3 separate regions of the Sus scrofa genome follow, and all the other regions are linked to region 1. The links are chromatin contacts, called in public Hi-C maps. All regions are on one chromosome and are shown on one strand. The core of a region is the stretch at or near the end of the contact, and the rest is flanking DNA. Distances in the headings are between cores, read along the strand shown. Region 1 holds the start of DBNDD2 (dysbindin (dystrobrevin binding protein 1) domain containing 2). Region 2 holds the start of RBPJL (recombining binding protein suppressor of hairless-like protein). Region 3 holds the start of PIGT (GPI transamidase component PIG-T).

The links. A called contact is a pair of places that touch in the nucleus more often than the background predicts.
Region 2: a contact with region 1 is called in a Hi-C map of epiblast stem cells, with 2.0 times the contacts expected there. The contact joins the promoter of RBPJL here to the promoter of DBNDD2 in region 1. A contact is called at or near these places in 2 of 5 promoter capture datasets (fetal liver and liver), 16 of 47 Hi-C or Micro-C datasets (alveolar macrophages, embryonic fibroblasts, epiblast stem cells and 9 more) and 2 of 2 datasets of contacts at active chromatin or transcription factors (alveolar macrophages and skeletal muscle).
Region 3: a contact with region 1 is called in a Hi-C map of epiblast stem cells, with 2.3 times the contacts expected there. The contact joins the promoter of PIGT here to the promoter of DBNDD2 in region 1. A contact is called at or near these places in 2 of 5 promoter capture datasets (liver and skeletal muscle), 14 of 47 Hi-C or Micro-C datasets (alveolar macrophages, blood, embryonic fibroblasts and 9 more) and 2 of 2 datasets of contacts at active chromatin or transcription factors (alveolar macrophages and skeletal muscle).

Annotation. Positions count from the first base shown.
Region 1 is chr17:47,684,011-47,687,990 of Sscrofa11.1, reverse strand. DBNDD2 (dysbindin (dystrobrevin binding protein 1) domain containing 2) reads right to left here and starts at 1,771. Exons shown (of 6, transcript NM_001243672.1): 1 at 1,607-1,771; 2 at 1,144-1,388. SYS1 (protein SYS1 homolog) reads right to left here and starts at 1,807. Exons shown (of 4, transcript XM_005672967.3): 1 at 1,607-1,807; 2 at 1,144-1,388. The coding sequence starts at 1,305.
Region 2 is chr17:47,629,329-47,633,308 of Sscrofa11.1, reverse strand. RBPJL (recombining binding protein suppressor of hairless-like protein) reads right to left here and starts at 1,877. Exons shown (of 10, transcript XM_021077696.1): 1 at 1,642-1,877. The coding sequence starts at 1,877. MATN4 (matrilin-4) reads left to right here and starts at 2,114. Exons shown (of 11, transcript XM_021077596.1): 1 at 2,114-3,142. The coding sequence starts at 2,764.
Region 3 is chr17:47,732,995-47,736,974 of Sscrofa11.1, reverse strand. It overlaps PIGT (GPI transamidase component PIG-T), which reads right to left and starts at 1,636. Exons shown (of 12, transcript XM_003360013.5): 1 at 1,409-1,636; 2 at 683-860. The coding sequence starts at 1,595.

The DNA of each region.
Region 1 (3,980 bases), core at 522-3,021:
TGCATAATAACTTGCACAAGGGCCACACAGAGAATAGGCATCGGGAAGAAAGTCCTGGTTCCAAGAACTGTGCTTATTACCATATACCACAGCTGCCTCTCAGAAGCAAACACCCTTCAGCTTACATGTTATTTATTTATTTTAATGATTTTTATTTTTTAATTATAGTTGTTTTTTTTTCTTTTTTTAAAAAAATTTTAATGATTTTTATTTCAGCTTATATTTTATAAACCACTTTTTTTTCTTTTTGGTTTTTAGTGCTGCACTTGCAGCATATGGAAATTCCCAGGCTAGGGGTAGAATGGGAGCTGCAGCTGCCGGCCTGCACCACAGCTACAGCAACAGCAACACAGGATCCCAGCCACATCTGTAACCTACACCACAGCTCACGGCAATGCCGGATCCTTAGTCCACTGAGCAAGGCCAGGGATCAAACCTGCATCCTCGTAGATACTAGCTGGGTTCGTAACCCACAACGGGAACTCCCTAAAGCACCCTCTGGGCCTCAAAACATTTTGTTGAGGATTACTGTAGTCCAAAGAGGAAATAAGTTTAGAAAGGTGAAATAACTTGCCCAAGTCCCACAGTTAGAATGCTGGGGTCTAGACTGGACCCTAAGCTTTTCTGAATCCAAAGTACAGGCTCTCTGCAGTCTGCCACCTTTCTGATACTGATTTTATGATTTTGCAGACAGGAAAACTGAAGTTCAGAGAGGTGAGGATACTTTCCCAAGGTCACATGGCTAATACATGGGAGTTAAACAGAGTCCTGACTCCAAAGCCCAGGTAGTTCCCACTCTACCTCCGTGAATGATCTTTTATCCATTCCTCCCTCCCCAGTTTGATACCTGGAAATCTAGGGCTCAGAGAAGTGAAGTCACTTTCTCAGTGTCAGCAAGGAGATGTATCAGACTGCCTGGAACGCAGGTCTGTTTATTCTAACACCCAGGGCCTTTCCTTTGTACCAGTCTGCCTTCCCGTTATGAGTCATTCCATTTTACGGATGGGGCAGCCGAGGTTCGGAAAGTGATATCCCTTTCCCAGAGCCACAAAGTGAGAAGGTAGCCCAGTGAGGTCTACAGCCATTAGTGACAGACCACCTCGTGAAGCCGAGACCCCGCCCGCGTCGGCCCAGGGACCCTACCTCGGCGTCGAACATCTGGTCCAGCGAGGGGCTGCTGCGCACCAGCCCGTCCACCAGCGCCAGCCACAGGCCTAGCGAGCCGTAATAGACAGTCTGCATGAGGACGATCTGTGACAGGATCAGCAACGGGTCCCACACGTAGCTGCGGAACTGGCCCGCCATGCCGGCTCGCGGGGCACTGCTGCCGCCCGGGCCTGGGTCAGCGCCGCCGCCGCCGCGCCATGGGCCCCGGGCAGCCCCGGCACCTGCGAGGACACACACACGCCGGGCCTCAGCCAGCCGGCCGTCACCATGGCAACATCGCCCCGCCCAGGAGGAGGGGCTGGGACGGAGGGGGCGAGCCCATTCCCGGAATGGGGGGGAGGGCAGGACGGACAGACCCATTACCGAACTGAGGGGAAGTCCTGCCCGTTACGGCTGCTCGAGCCCCGCCCGTCCTCGAGCTTCTCTGAAGTTCACTCACCAGTGTCGGACTCGAGAATCAAAGCGTCCGAGTGCGGCCCAGTCTCACCGGCTGGCCCCCGAAGCAGTGCTGACAGGCAGAACCATGGAGAAGAGTCCCTACAGGCCTAGAGAGGCAAAGCTCCAGCGGCGGCCGAGGCAGCAGCGGATACGTAGGAAGGAAGCGTTTCCGGGAACAGCGTAGGGGGCGGGGCTGAGATTGCGCAGGCGTAGGGGTGCAGTCTTCGGCGGAGCCCCCTAAAGCAGGGGTGGGGGCGGGTTTTAGGGCGGCCCCGAACCGAAGTATGCACATGCGCACAATAAAGAATGAAGGCGAACGGAAGTGAGGCGTGAGCGCGGTGGAGCTTGCGTGCCCTCTAGAGGGGGATCTTGGGGAAAGTAGGGTAGCTGGGGTGGAAGATAGAGGGGTGGCCGTGGGCGAGGGAAAGTCTGGGAATTAAGGGATTGATTACGTCGACTCTGTTTTCAACCTAGATTCCCAGCGTTTTCTTTCGCCTAAAGTCCGGGGTGACTTAAAATGAACCTGCCAGCAATTCCACACATGATTTCGCCCCTGTTTCCTTAGATAAAACTAAGGGTCAGAGAAGGAAAGCAACATACTGTCTCAAAGACAGTGGCAATCAAAATTAGAATTCAGCTGTGCCCAACACCACAGCATTGATTTCGGGCCTATAGAGTGGTTAGGAAGATTTGGACACTTTCAAATGAAACAGCTCTGCTCTCAGACAAACTCACTGTGTTAGAAGGCAAAGTACTGGGTGTTTTATAATGTATCCATTTATATTTATATATCCATATGTATTTATTAAGGGGGAGGAAGCAGAGGTTCTGAATTCATACCTAGAAGCATATCCACATTCTGCCTGCCACCCTGACTGTGAGCATGTCTTGCTCACCATGACTTCTCTTCTGAGTCTAAATAGTGTGGACAGTCAGTAAATATTTGCTGAATGAGTCAAGAATAGAGAAAGGGCAACAGCAAATTGATGAATCATTTCATTCCTGCCTCAGCGGACCAAAACCCCTCAATTTCATTGATCCTAGGTTTTCCTTTTCCGGAATGGAAAGAAGGGAAGTAACTGGTTCCAGGAAAAAAAAAAATCCAGGTTTTAGAGCCTGCTGTACTAGTTGTGTGACTAGTACACTTCCTTCTTTAAACCTCAGCTTCCCTGTTTCTGAAACGTAAAGTTAGACAAGATTAATGTTTTACATCATTTAATCTACTCTCCTTTAATTACTTCCCAGTTAAAACAACTTTATCAAAGACCCATGTCACTTGCACATCAGAATTTCTGAACAGCATGTGATAAGCATGATAGCACCTTGAGCTGATACAATTTCAGACAAAAGTAAAGAACCTTGATACTCTATCAAGAGTAAGTCAGGATTCCCATCATGGCTCAGCAGTGACAAATCCGACTACTAGCCATGAGGACACAAGCTTGGTCCTTGGCCTTGCTGAATGGGTTAAGGAGCCAGGGGCATTGCCACAAGCTGAGGCGTAGGTCACAGACATGGCTCTGATCTGGCGTTGCTGTGGCTGTGGTGTAGGCCAGCAGCTACAGGTCCAGTTTGACTCCCAGCCTGGGAACTTCCATATGCCGCAGGTGCGGCCCTTAAAAAAAAAAAAAAAAGAGGATGTGATTTCGCTTATTATTTGGAAATGTTGTAAACAGTTCCCTTGGACTCCAGTTTGCAAGTCATTAAAGCCCAAAGACATGAGGTGCTTTCCAGCTCAACTGTTCTTTTAGGCCCCTCAGTTGAGCTCAGCAAATCTCTCTGGTTCATGGATGACTCAGATGATTTAATGTTTCTGCGAAAATATCATGTTTGTTAAGTATCTACATGATCTTATTTATTTCTCACAATCCGGGAAGGTAGATATTCCCTACTTTTTTTTTTTTTTTTTTTTTTTTTTTTTTGTCTTTTTATCTTTTTGCCTTTTCTAGGGCCGCTCCTGACGCACATGGAGGTTCCCAGGCTAGGGGTCTAATCGGAGCTATAGCCACTGGCTTACGCCAGAGCCACAGCAAAGCGGGAACCAAGCCGTGCCTGCGACCTACACCACAGCTCACGGCAATGCCGGATCCTTAACCCACTGAGCAAGGGCGGGGATTGAATCCACAACCTCGTGGTTCCTAGTTGGATTTGTTAACTACTGCGCCACGACGGGAACTCTGATATTCCCTACTTTAAAGGTGAGGAGGAGCTCCCTGGTGGCTCAGTGAGTTAAGGATCTGGTATCATTATTGCTGTGGCTTAGGTCACTGCTGTGGCTCAGGGTCAATCCCTGGCCTGGGGACTTTTGCATGCCATGGGTGGGGCCAAAAAATAAATAAAGGTAAGGAAAGGGAGACTCCAATAAGGAGTGTGAC
Region 2 (3,980 bases), core at 628-3,127, 55 kb after region 1:
AGCATCAGCCTTCCAACTAATGTCTCAGCTTCCATTCCTACCTCCTTCAACATGTTTTTCACACAGCTGCCAGAATGTTCTTTTTTTTTTAACTTTAAAAAATTTTTTTATTTTATTTTATTTGCTTTTTAGGGCTGCACCTGCGTGGCATATTGGAAGTTCTCAGGCTAGGGGTCGAGTCAGAGATACAGCTGCTGGCCTACACCACAGCTTGCAGCAACGCTGGATCCTTAACCCACTGAGTGAGGCCAGGGATCGAACCCATATCCTCATGGATCCTAGTCAGGTTCTTTACCGCTGAGCCACGAAGGCAACTCCCAGAATGTTCTTACAAAAAATATATATTTTTAAAGAGCATATTACTCAAGAGTTCCCTGGTGGCCTCGCCATTAAGGACTCTGCATTGTCATCGCTGTGGCTCAAGCAACTTCCAAATGCTGTGGGTGCAGCCAAAAAAAAAAAAAAAAAAAAAAAAAGAGTATGTTACTCATCTTCTTAAAATCTTCCAGTGATTTTTTTTTTTCTTCTTTTCCTTTTTTTCTTTTGGCATGTCGACGTTCCTGAGCCAGGGATCGAACCCACGCTGCAGCAGTGACAATGCAGGGTCCTCAATGGCTAGGCCACCAGGTTTAAACTCAAAGCCCTCACATGATCTGGCCCCTGCTTACCTCTCCAATTTTATTTCCTAAAGGTCCCCCCTCTGTCTCTAATTCCAGCAACTTTGACTTCTTTTATAGCTTGTACAGGCCAAGTGTGAAGTGTGAAGATCATCGCATTTCCTGTCCCTTCTAAGTGGAATACATTTCCCCTAGATTGTCTTTCTTTTTTTTAAGCTTATATTTATATTTACCTCGGCACATGGAGGTTCCCAGGCTAGGGGTCGAATCAGAGCTGTAGCCGCAGGCCTACGCCAGAGCCACAGCAACGTGGCATCTGAGCCACATCTGCAGCCTACACCACAGTTCAGGGCAATGCCGGATCCTTAACCCACTGAGCAATGCCAGGGATGGAACCCGCAAACCTCATGGTTCCTAGTCGGATTCGTTAACCACTGTGCCACGATGGAAACTCCCATTTCCCCTAGATTTTCTCATGTCTGGCTCCATTTTCCCCTTCAAGTCTCAATTCAGAAGTCACCTCTTTAAAAGGCTTACCACCTTGTCCTTGCCAGCTAAAGTACCCCTGCTCCTCAGTTTCTATCGCATCCCTCTGTTCTGCTTCCCTTTTAGCTTTCATCGCAATCTGGAAGCGTCTCGTTCACTGATTTGTGAAGACTTTATTTGCCTGTCTCTTTCACACTAGAGTGAAGATGTCACGAGGGCAGGGACTGTATCTGTCTCATTCAGCTGTATGCCTGATGCTCAGCAGTGCCAGAGAGCCTGGCACATGAGGGGCACTCAGTAGATAGCTGTGGAAAGAAAGAATGAGTGAATGGGTGAATGAGTGAATGAATTGGAAATTCACAGGGAGGTTCTGCTACGAACCGACATCAGAGCCAATGGCGGCTGAAGGAAAAGACCCCTGATTGGCCAACGGCTGAGCCCTGAGTCCTCTCCAGGTTCTAAGACGCCAAACACGGAGGGGCCCATAGGGATGAAGGTCGGGTCGCAGGGACTTTGGAGGGGCCACTGAGGGACCTACCGCTTCTCATTTCCGTAGGACTTCTGGGCCACCTTGGCGTGCAGGATCCGCACCGTCTGTTCGCACTGCTGCTGCAGGCACCAGCGCACGCCTTCCCGCAGGAGGGCGGCGGGCTCTGGGGATGACCTGGGAGTGGGGGCGGGCAGGCGCCAGCAGCAGGGAACATCGAGGCGCCAGGCGACAGAGAGCCGGAAGGGGGTAAGGTTGAATGAAATGGATCGGAGGAAGGCACCGTTTTAGTTCTACCCCCTCGGGGTCAAAGAGAATAAGCATTGGGCAAGGGAGGGGACTTGGGCGCAAGCTGTGGGCTAAATATTTGGGTTGCGTGGTGCTCAGGGAAGCCTGCATGGAGCCCACCGGGACCACCCAGGCGCCACTCCGCAGGTCTGGCTTGGCGCCCACTGCCGCCTGGAGCTTTGGGGAGAGGCCCCGGTGGCACAAAGGCCCTGCTTGTGCCGGGCTTGGGATGAAGAAAGAGTTTCTGAGGGCGCATGGCTTGCCTGCACCCTGAGGAGACCCACCCCAGCGCAGTCTTGATGGGGGTGGGGAAGAGCTTTTGCTGGACCCCTGGACCAGAGTGCTTTCTTGGCTGCCCGCAGATGCCTGAAAACGTGGGTGGGCCCCCAACCGTGTCCCCGGGATCCTGGGGGAATATTGGAGTCTTTTCTGGGTTAAAGCAACACTCCTAAATCCTTTCTCCCAAGAGGGGGCCTATTGCTGTCCTAGCTTCCTTTCCCCAGATTACAGGGCCTCCATCGGCCCCGTGGAGTGGGCCATGGGCCAGTCAGAGCCTCTAGGTCTAGTGGCTTCTCGACCTGGGAGTTTTGATGGGTGAGGGTGGGTGGGCCTAAGACCTAAGTAATTGCCGAGAACGTGGAACAGCGTTCGTGATGGCAGAATTTGAGGGACCACCAGGAAGGGCCTGGGCAGAGCCACAAACCCTGAAGCTGCCCTTCTGAACTCTTTACCCTCTTCGCAGGACCAGAGTCCCCGACCTCCCCCCACCCCTGGTGGGGGCGAAGGGGGTGGGGGAGGCTAGAGCGGGACCGCGCCCTCGGAAGCGGGGCCAGGCAGCCGGCTGAGCCAGGCCCCGCTCCGCCCCTTGGGGCTCTCCCCAGGGTAATGCCTCGGAGGCTTCCAACGCATTCCGGCAGCGCAGAGCGCAGCCGCCCAGCCTCCCGCTGTAGCCCAATTCCCGCCCCGCAGTTCGCTTCTGCGGCTCCAGGGGTAGCGGGAGCGGGGGGCGCCGCGCTGGCCCCGCCCCAGCCCCCGGAGGAAGGGGGATCGCTCCCTGCCAGTGGGAGGGGTCGCGGGCCGCGCTCCTTCTCCCCACCCGCCAGCCCCCGGGTTAAATGCGGCCGCCGCCTCCGCTCGCTCCAGCTGCCTGGCGGTCCCCACCTCCGGCAAGCCGCCCGCGCCGTTACCTGGTCCAACTGCCCCGGAGGCTCCGCCCGTCGGCTCCGCTCTGCGGCCGCGCCTCGGAGCTGTCCGGCAGGCTCAGGTGAGTCAAAGGGCCTGGGGGCCCTGAAGGGTCTGCGGGGAGCAGGCATCAAGCCAGACCTGGCGATGGTTTGTGACCGCGTGCCCCCGTCTGACCTGCAGTGCCCTTCGCCAGCTCTGTAGGGTCCTTTTCAAATTGAGCCCCGCGCCTGCAGGGCCTCCAAAATGGGGAGGGGGGCTTTTCCCCTAATCTTCTCCCTCCAAGGACCCCTGCCAGCACCCCCTCCCGCTCCCAGCCCCAGTAAAGTCCTCGAGGTATTTATTCTTCAGCCAAGTCTTGAGGACCTTCACAGACCTCTCCTCTCTCGACAGTCCACTTTCCCCACCCTAAGTGCATTTCCTGAATCTTTCTTCTTGACTCCAGGATTAACCCCCTCAGAGGAGCTCCGGGTTCTAGTGGCAGCCCTGTCACTTGCCACGTTGTGGTGTGACCTGGGCAAAACTTTACTCTCCCTGGACCTGGTTCCCTCCTCTGTAGAATAAGGGGTGGGAAAGGTGATGAACTTTGAGGCAAGCGCTATTTTTTTTTTTCTTTGCTTTCGAGGGCCCCACTTGCACCATATGGAAGTTCCCAGGCTAGGGGTTGAATCGGAGCTGCAACTGCCAGCCACAGCCACAGTCACAGCCATGAGGGATCCAAGCTGCGTCGGCTGCCTACACCACAGCTCACTGTATTGGGGGTTCCTTAATCCACTGAGAAGGCCAGGGGTCCAAGCCGCATCTTCATGGATACTAGCTGGGTCCCTAGCTCACTGGGCCACAAAGAGAACACGTCAAGGGCAAGCGCTCTTTTGACTTTCTAGGATTGGGTGGAGGTGGGGTGCCAAGGAGAGATATTG
Region 3 (3,980 bases), core at 387-2,886, 49 kb before region 1:
AACTCATGGCAATGCTGGATCCTTAACCCACTGAGTGAAGCCAGCGATCGAACCCCCAACCTCATGGTTCCTAGTCGGATTCGTTTCTGCTGCGCCACGACGGGAACTCCTATTATTATTATTATTATTATTATTATTATTATTATGTGAATGAATGTCTTTTGGTTATCCATGGAGGAAGTTCCCATTGTGGCTCAGCCGTAAGGAACATAACTAGTATCCATGAGGATGCAGGTTCTATTCCTGGCCTCGCTCAGTGGGTTAAAGATCCAGTGTTGCCATGAGCTGCAGTGTAGGTCACAGATGCAACTCAGATCTGGCATTGCTGTGGCTCTGGCATCGGCGGGCAGCTGCAGCTCCGATTTGACCCCTAGCCTGAGAACTTCCATATGCCATGATGCGGCCCTAAAAAAAGGATCAAAAAAAGAGGGGGGGGGTACCGAATCTGCCAGAGCTTTCTATTGCCTCTATAGATATATGCACATGCTACCTTGGGTCTGGAAGTACTGGGGAAAAAGGTATATTCAGCCTAGGCAAGAATGCCCCCAAGTCAGAATATTTCTTGCATCCAACGCCAGATTTACCCCCATGGAATTGCTGCCAAGGGCAGTGGTAGGATGACAACACCTGCCCAGCCACATTCCCACCAAGGCCTGCCGCAGGCCTCAAGGTGAGCACTCACTCAGTGACAGTGTCTTGGAACCAGACCCAGAGCTCTGCACCTGACGGGGCCTGAATGAAGGGTGTCCCCCAATATCGAGTCCTCCAGAAGCCTTGGGTTAATGACAGGTGCAGCTCCCGCAGAGAATACTTGGAGATCAACTGCCCCAGGGCTTTGGGGAAGAGCCTATAATGAGACACTGGAGAAAAGGGAGCAGGTGAGTGATGATGATCCTGGAGGGAGGGTTCTCAGACACTCCAGAGAAACAATACACCCCAGCTCTGGGTTCAGAGGAATCTAAACTCCAGACCAGATTCAGTCACCTACTAGCAATGTCATCTTGGAAAGGTGCCTTTACCTCTCTATGCCTCCAATCTCTTTTTCATAACCGTTCACAGAACTTAGCACTGCGCCGAGCACCCAGGATAAATGGTCACCTCAAATTGTACCATCATCAGTGTTGCAACAGAGGGTTCTAACTAAAGGTTTAGAGTGGCAGCCTGGAGCTGCGGAAAGAGCACTGGACTAGAACTCAGGAGGAGTCACTCCCCCTCTCCAGGCCTCAATTTCTTCATCGGTACGATGGGATTGTTCAACAACTATTCTATCCTTCCGCGAGGACCCTGTTTGTCCGGCCCCACGACCAGGGGCCAGAATCTCATCCAGGAATCAGTCCCCGCCCCTAGGCTAGCCTCCGCCCCACTCCCAGCAGGTGTCACAGTACCTTTCTCCCATCAGCCTCCTCACCTTCTTCCCGCTGCAGATCCAAATCCCAGCGCGTGCGGAACTGGAATGTGGCGGCTACGTCCCCAGAAGGCAGCGGGGTGATGACAAGCTCCTCCCGCAGGCTATCGCGTGGGGATTCTGCCTGGCTCCAGCTGCCAGGCCCCAGGAGCAGCAGCACCGACAGAAAAAGCGGCACCGCCGCCGCCATGCCTGCGGCTGCTTCCGCCTCCCAGTAGTCCCGCCCCCTTGGATGGCCGGCCTCCAATAGGAAGAGCGTAGGAGAAGTGACTTCCGGTGCCATCCTGAAAGCGGGGGTCCGGCTACCAGAGCAAACGGCCTAGATGAGCCCCTTCAGGACTGGTGCGGGTAAAAGGATGCTGAGCCGGCACGATGGGTGGTGGGCACGTGAGGTGGCTCGGGCCTGGACTGAGGACCCCCTTCCCCGCGAGAAAGTGCTTAATAATATCGAGCGTCGCTGCAGCCATTGTCCCTCCGCTATAGTTGAAGAAACAGACTGGGTTCGATCCCTGGCCTCGCTCAGTGGGTTAAGGAACTGACCTTGCCGTGAGTTGTGGTGTAGGTCGCAGACGCGGCTCGCATCCCGCCTTGCTGTGGCTGTAGGCCAGTGGCTACAGCTCCCATTGTACCCCTAGCCTGGGAACCTCCATATGCCGTTGGTGCGGCCCTAAAAAGACAAAAAAAAAAAGAAAGAAAGAAAGAAAAGAATAAAGAAACTGATGAAAATGATTACTTTTGCGAGGTCGTACGGCCAGGCTCCTGCCTCCCTTAATTTCTTGTCTCTATTTGCTGGGCCTAGCCAGCTCTTCTGGTGCAGAACTTTTGCACAAAACTCTGAAATAATTCACCCTTTTATTATGAAAAATTTCAAACATACAACAAAGTTGAAAGGCTTAACACCTGTTTACTCATCACCCAGATTCCACAATTAACATGTTACTATGCTTGCTTTATCACAGTCTATAACTTCCTCAATTCATCTTAAGTTTTGATGCATTTCAAAGAAATTTCAGACATAAGGACACTTGCCCTTATATAGTTCAGCATCCATACCATTAACTAGAGTTCAATACTTGCTTACATTTTTCTTTTGATGTAAAACTTACAAACATGAATGCACAACTCTGGAGTGCACATTCACTGAGTCCAACAAATAGATATACATGTGTAACTGCTGTTATGTGTCTGTAAACCCCCTGAAATTTGGCTAATGTTCCTTGCCAGTCAATCCCTGGGCACGCCACCTTCCAGAGGCAACCACTGTTCTGACTCTTCTCCACAAAATGGATTAATCTGTTCTAGAGCTTCATATAAATGAAATCATCATTTGTTATGTATACTTTTTTGTAAAAGGCTTGCTTCAGGGGAAGAATGTTTTGGTGAGTCGTTCATCTTCTTGCATGTATGAGTGGTTTGTTTCTTTTCATTGCTGTGTAGTATTACTTTCTGAATATACTGTCATTTACCTGCTCTCCTGTCTGGGTACACCTGAGCCCTTTCAAGTTTTCTGTTCTTATGAGGTAGGCTGCTATGTAAGTTACTTTGCAGACATATGCTTATCATTTCCTTTGGGTACATAGTTAGGAGTGGACAAAGAGAGGATATATGTTTAATTTTATAAGAAACTTCTAGATCTTTCTCCAAAATGCATCATTTCGTAGTTGTACCAACAATGTTCCCATAGTTCCACATCCTGATCAACATTTGTTTTGTTTTGTTTGTCTTTTTAGAGCTGCACCAGCAGCAAATGGAAGTTCCCCGGCTAGGGGTCAAATCAGATCTGTAGCTGCAGCCCTACACCACAACCACAGCAACACCAGATCCAAGCCATGTCTTCAACCTACACTGCAGCTCATGGCAATGCCAGATCCTTAACCCACTGAGCAAGGCCAGGGATTGAACCTGTGTCCTCATGGATACTAGTCAGGTTTGTTATTGATGAGCCACAGTTGCTTTTAATTTGGGAGAGTTTTGAGTTTTTGGGTTTTTTTTGTCTTTTTGCCTTTTTTCTAGGGCCGCTCCCGCGGCATATGGAGGTTCCCAGGCTAGGGGTCTAATCGGAGCCGTAGCCACCGGCCTATGCCAGAGCCGCAGCAACGCGGGATCCGAGCCAAGTCTATGACCTACACCACAGCTCACGGCAACGCCGGATCCCCAACCCACTAAGCAAGGCCAGGGATCAAACCCGCAACCTCATGGTTCCTAGTCGGATTTGTCAACCACTGCACCACCGAGGGAACTCCCCAGTTTTGCGTTTTTGTCAGTGGGTGTGTATGCAGTGTTATCTCATCGTGGTTTTAATTGTGGTTACTTGGTATGTAGTGATGTCAAGCATCTTTTCATGTGCTTTTTGGCCATCAAATATTTTCTTTTGTGAGGGGTCTGTTAAAATCTTTTTTTCCATCCTCTCCTTTTGAACTGGCTTGAGTCATAGGAGTTACAAACAATTCCTGCTTTGGTTTTTCCACCTCCCCAAGGGGAAACACATTCATGAAGGATTTTGTGCAGTCTTTTGGTAAAACCCACAACCCTACTTCTCTGAAGAGCCAAATGTGGTGTTCGGTGGGTCTGACAA